Regions from separate parts of the Sus scrofa genome. Here region 2 is linked to region 1. Evidence: chromatin contacts called from public HiChIP or PLAC-seq data. All regions are on one chromosome and are shown on one strand. Each heading gives the region's core, a stretch centred on a gene start, on an enhancer-like site or on the middle of the called end of the contact. The rest is flanking DNA. Distances are from core to core; before and after follow the strand shown.

Region 1 (2,951 bases), core at 361-2,860:
CCCAAATGTAAAATGATGGGGTGGAGCTAGCTGGCCGGACCTCTTCTGTACCAAGGTCAGGGGCAAGCTTGGTTCTGTCACTTCAAGGCTGCACCATCTCTGCCAGGACAATCATGAAGGGTTTGAGTACTTATCAGTTACATTGAATATAATGATGTAAGTATCCTCATAAATGCATACAGTTGATACTCATACCCCCATTGCATAAATGGGGAAACTGAGCTACAGAATGGTCATGTGCCCACTGTGGCATGGGAAGTGGCAGAACCAAGGCTCAAACCAGTGCACTCTCTCCCCTAAGGCACAGGGCACCTCTCATTGTTTCCAGGTATCAGATCAGGGACGATCTGCAGAACTTGGCTTTGTCACTGAGGCAGGGTGGGACAGGTGCAGGGGGTGAGTCAAGCACTGGGAAGGGGTAAATTACTGAGGAAAAATGGACTTGCCCAATTGCCTGCAGAATAGCTTGGGATTTGACCATCATTTGGGTTGTGTAATAATCCAACCTTCTCTGTGTCTTAAACAATCTGGTAGGTGATTTCACAAGGTTGTTGAATGAAGGAGGCACATGAAACCCTTAGCACAACACCTGGTCCTCACAGCCTCATGCCTTCCTAATTCATGGGCATCATTATAACATAATTAATAATTATTGTTATTAGAATGAATTTTTAAATATAGTCTATATATGCAAATGTATACAGGTTTTTTAAATATTGTTACCAAATTCCTTTTCATTATTATTATAGTTGATTTACAATGTTTTACCAATTTATGCTGTACAGCAAAATGACCTTTAATATCAGATTAAGGTCTATATTTTCAAGTCAAATTTAAAAAATTACTCGTAGAAACTATGAACATCTCTCCTCCCACCCTCCTTCCCACCAGGTCCCAGTGCTGCTCAGAGAGACACAAAAGCACAATTATGACTGTTACCGTAGGAGGAGGATCAGGAATTGACCTCCAAAAAAAAAAAAAAAGGGAGTTCCCCATCACGGCTCAGCAATAAATAAGTAGTATCTATGAGGACATGGGTTCGATCCCTGGCCTCACTCAGTAGGTTAAGGACCTGGGGTTGCCATGAGCTGTGGTGTAGATCGAAGATGCAGCTCGAATCCCGAGCTGCTATGGCTGTGGGTGCAGGCCGGCAGCTACAGCTCCAATTAGACTCCTAGCCTGGGAACATCCATATGCTATGGTGCATCCCTTAAAAAAAAAAAAGGAATTAACCTCCACTGTGAAACTGCAGAGTAATAGAATTTCACAACTTCCAACGTCTGACAAACTTCATAGCAGTATTTGCAAAAGCAATTTTGCAATGACCACACTCGGGAAATCCCCAAAGAATGTTTATAATTCTGCAGATTGAGATTTAATTCTAAATTTTCCCCAAACCACATTGTCCAAAAATGTAACACTCCTTTTCAAATTAAAACAGCATGTGTGTATTAACTCAGACAGAGCTCAAAACTGATTTAATTGGATCAAAATTTCAGACCCTTCATTTCAGTGATTTTTGAAATCATACATAGTTGTAAGCAAGTTACATATCCAATGGTGAGGAATTGGGTCAGTGACTCTTGGAGTCTCAGTGGTACTAGAGTTACTATTAGCCCAGGGCCACAGGGAGGAAGAAACACTGCCAGCAGACATGTGCTTTTTGGGAGGAGGGATAGAAATGTTCTTGAATTAGAAAACTCCTGTGGTTTCCCAATCTTGTGACTACACTAAAAAACACTGAATTGTATACTTTAAAGGGCTGCATGTTATGGTCTTTTGAATTATCCCCATTAAAAAAAGAAGAGGGGAGTTCCCGTCGTGGCTCAGTGGTTAACGAATCCGACTAGGAACCATGAGGCTGCGGGTTCGATCCCTGGCCTTGCTCAATGGGTTAAGGATCCAGTGTTGCTATGAGCTGTGGTGTAGGTCGAAGACGCAGCTCGGGATCCCCCATTGCTGTGTCTCTGGAGTAGGCCGGTGGCTACAGCTCCGATTCGACCCCTAGCCTGGGAACCTCCATGTGCCTCGGGAGCGGCCCAAGAAATGGCAAAACAACAAAAAAAAGAAGGGAGGTTGGATTTCCCTGTGGCACAACAGGTTGAGAATCTGACTGCAGGGGCTCAGGTTGCTGCCAAGCCTTGGGTTTGATCCCCAGTCCGCACAGTGGGTTTAAGGATTGGGTGTTGCTGGGCCTCTGGAGTAGGTCTCAGTGGCAGCTCAGATGCAATCCCTGGCCCAGGAACTTCCATGTGCGAGAGCAGGCCATAAAACATTAAAAAAAAAAAAAAATTTTTTTAAAGGTAGCCAAAAGAGATTGGTAGAATTCTTTGTAAATTGAATCTGTAATAGAAAATCTGAAAAAATAATGTTATATGAATATAATTTTTGATATAGACTAAAATTCAACATGTTAAGTAGGGAGGGGAGTCGTGTTTCAAGGGACAAAATCTGACCCTTTTTGATTAAAAAAATAATATCGGTGTCTAGATGGACCTATAGAATCCAAATTGTTAACTGGTTATTTATGAGATTACAGGCGATTTTTAGTTTTTTTTGCTTCTCTGGGGATTTATTTTATTTTTGATAAAAGGAGGAAAAAGAAGAAAACAGTTGGACGGGAGGGGGCAGGACAGATGGCCAAGGGAGAAGTTTTACTTGAGACCTTCAAAGCACCCAAACTGAGCAAGCGTCAACAATGCTTCGGGCGAACTTGACAATAGGCGCTGTGTTAGAAAACAGCCCTCAACTGCCAACAACACAACGACAAACAACAAACAAAGCTCCAGTGTTTATTAGCTGACTGCCCTCCCCCATCCCTTTCATTTTGATTCAGAAAAGGCGGGGACCGTCACCCCCCCACCCCCATATAAGTCACAAGCAAAGCCCCCCTCACCTATCAGCTGCTTTCTGATAGACACCTTCCATTCTCCTATTATCAAAGAGACCTA
Region 2 (2,799 bases), core at 252-2,751, 270 kb after region 1:
CCGTGTCCCTGTCACATGCAGAATGACCTCATCCTTCAGCCTCTTCAAGGCACTCTGGGTGGGGGAAGGGCGAGCCCCAAAATGTCACTCGCCAGAAAACTGGGTCACTTACCTATTTTTTTTTTAATTAAGTTTGTGTGGTGATGGCCTCATCTGCACCTGCTTGCTCAGTAATTTGACTTTGGTGGTGACCAAGTGAAGAATGCACTTTTGGCTTCAGCCACGGGGTCTAGTTCTGGCCCCTGGAAGGAAGCTCTGGGAAAAGAGCAAATGACTCTTGGAAACGTTTAAAAAAAAAAAAAAAAAAAAAGCCCTGGTGTTATCAGGCCCTGAGCTGGCAAGGAAAATAGCCCAGGTCCAAGTTGGTTGAGGAAGAATCTTGTTCTCTGAGGAGTAATATGCATCTGAGCCACACAGAGTTAAACGAGTGGGCGTCCCGCACCTGTCGGTGGGATTTTAAATGTGGTCAGCCTGTCTGGAATCTGTGCAATTTCTACAACCTACACACTTTGTCCTAAACCACAAAGTTAAGGACAGGCAGACTGAAGGTCACTCTGCTTCAAAACAAGGTCACCCTAAGACAGTCCAGAAGCAAACAGAACCAGAATAAATAGGCAGCTTGAGGGTGGCCTCATTACCCCTGTGTCCCTCCTTGTCCCTCCATGTCATAATGACGGTGGGCCAGAGGCAAGACCCGTCCTCACCTGGTTCAGGAGAAAAATAACCTAGAAAATGAGGTTGCTACCTTGTGTTTTTTGCTGTTGTTCCTTCGTTTTAAAAGGATAATCACACTGCATTTAAGGAACACAGAATAGTAATAACACCAATGGAGGCCATGTCTCACACACCGCAGTGTGAGACTCACATGTCCCCATCAGTCCCTGCAGTCCCTGGTGTCAGTGGTTTGCTCTCCCACTTACTGCTGTGTGACCTCATACAAGTGTCTTAACATCTCTGAGAGTCAGCGTCCTCAAGGGTCAAACAGGAATAAGAAGGGAACTTAGTTCACTAGCTGATAGGACTGAAGGAGAAGATGCTTTGAAAGCATGGTGGGGAGCCTGGCACTTAGCGAGAGTCCATAAAAAGTCGGCAACTATTATTACCAGCGCGGCAGCTGTGGAACTGAAACAGAGCATCTCGCAACCTCCACCAAGGGCGCATCTGTCTTATATGGTAAAAATAAGATTGGAACCCAGGCTCTCCTGGGCTGTTGCTTCCTGCTTCGGTCAGTGGATGCGAGTTCATGGCACAAAGCCCAGTGACAACAGTGCCTCCTCTACTGGCATGGTTTGGCAGACCACTCTGGCAAACAGCCCGCAGTGCCCCATTTAAAAAAAAAAAAACCCTCTACTGTTTCTTAGGAAAACTTTTTGATCGCCTCAAATAAAACACTGTTTGCCGTGCCCCCACCCCCCGCCCCCGGAACAGAAACAGCTCAGGAGAGCGGGCTCCTCCCTCCGGGAACCTGGCAGCTGGACATCAGCCAAGAGGGGCAGGACAGGGTGACTAAGCAGAAAGTGGCCTGCTGCTCAGAGCCTGGCCACCCTGCAGGCCAGGAAGGGAAGGCCTCTGTGAGGCAGAGAGAAGGACACTGCTCAGGTCCTGGGGCGCAAAGCGTCCTTTGTCCCCAGGGACTTCAGACAGAAACTGCCCCATGTTGACATTTCAGCTGGCAGAACAGGCCAGGCCTGGCTGGGAGAGGCAGGAACCCCCTGGGGAGCTGGGAGCCGTGGTCCACACCCTGCAGCCTCTGTCCTGAGCTCCCCTTACATATTAACTTCTTTAATCTCGTAGACCAAGTCGTCTGTCATTATTCCCATCTTGGAAACAGGAAAACTGAAGCTCGCAGAGGGCAAATAACTAACCAGGGATGACGCAGCTGTTTAATGGGGGAGCCAGGATTAAACCAAAAGAAGTCTGGCTTCTAAGCGAGGGGACACAGCGGCCAGGTCTTTCCCTCCCTCTATGCTCGGCTACTTCTTGGGTGAGTTTAAAGCTGAGGGCAGGATTCCACGGGTTCTTGAACCTAAGCAATTCCCTCCATCCCCACTTCACCCGCCCTGCAACAGGCTTCACTCTCTCTTCCCCGGATGCTGTTACTACCTCCTAACAGCAAGGTCCTCCATCCAGCCAAGCTCCCCACCCTCAGCCATCCTGCCTCACAGCTGATGCTCCAGCAGAAGTGCTATTTGGAGGGGGCTGGCACACGCTGTGCTGCTTCTGGCTTGTCTCAACTCTCACTCTCTTTACTGGAAATTACATTCTTCCCCAGCTTCTCCGTGGCTGATTGCTCCAGTAGGACGCACCTTGGACACCACCTCCAGGAACCCATCCCTCTCTCCTCAGGCTGGAGGAAGCGGCTGGTGGAAGCACATACCCCCCAGTGTGTATTTCCAATATTGTGCTCGAGGGCAGAGAACTTGTCTAGAACTTTGCTTCTCTCGCATTGGGCACTGTTCCTGACCTACAGCAAGAACTCCATGAATGGTCATTACACATATGAGACAGGTGACTCCATCACCAGCAAGTGTCAAAGCGTCACCCCTGTAAGGATCAATGGCGGGTCCCCATGGCTGGCTGCGGACTTCCAGTCCTCTATTTCCAGGTCCCTAAAAGATGGCACACATTTCCTGTCTCCGTGAGGTTGGGGGAGATCCACATGGTCGATACTGACCAACAAATTGTAAATGGAAGAGAGATACGTCACTTCCGGGCTGCACATTCAATTACAGAGGCAGGACCCTCAGAGCACCGTGGTCAGCGCATTGGAGATGCCAGTGGCTCCATCAGCCTGGGTTC

What was found. HiChIP or PLAC-seq counts read pairs in DNA pulled down with a chosen protein or histone mark.
Region 2: an H3K27ac HiChIP or PLAC-seq map of alveolar macrophages shows a contact between it and region 1. The contact joins two enhancer-like sites. A contact is called at or near these places in 1 of 47 Hi-C or Micro-C datasets (heart right ventricle) and 1 of 2 datasets of contacts at active chromatin or transcription factors (alveolar macrophages).

What each region holds. Positions count from the first base shown.
Region 1 is chr8:10,258,906-10,261,856 of Sscrofa11.1, forward strand. The region is part of intron 4 of LOC102158082 (a long non-coding RNA gene); the gene reads right to left. Among named protein-coding and RNA genes, the nearest start is that of CPEB2, 150 kb to the right of the region's middle. Within about 2 kb of position 1,611, at least 12 of the 83 cell types and tissues checked have an H3K27ac peak or open chromatin away from gene starts, as enhancers often do. A contact at or near this core is called in alveolar macrophages, where this site is marked.
Region 2 is chr8:10,532,145-10,534,943 of Sscrofa11.1, forward strand. No RefSeq gene overlaps it. Among named protein-coding and RNA genes, the nearest start is that of C1QTNF7, 120 kb to the right of the region's middle. Within about 2 kb of position 1,502, at least 52 of the 83 cell types and tissues checked have an H3K27ac peak or open chromatin away from gene starts, as enhancers often do. A contact at or near this core is called in alveolar macrophages, where this site is marked.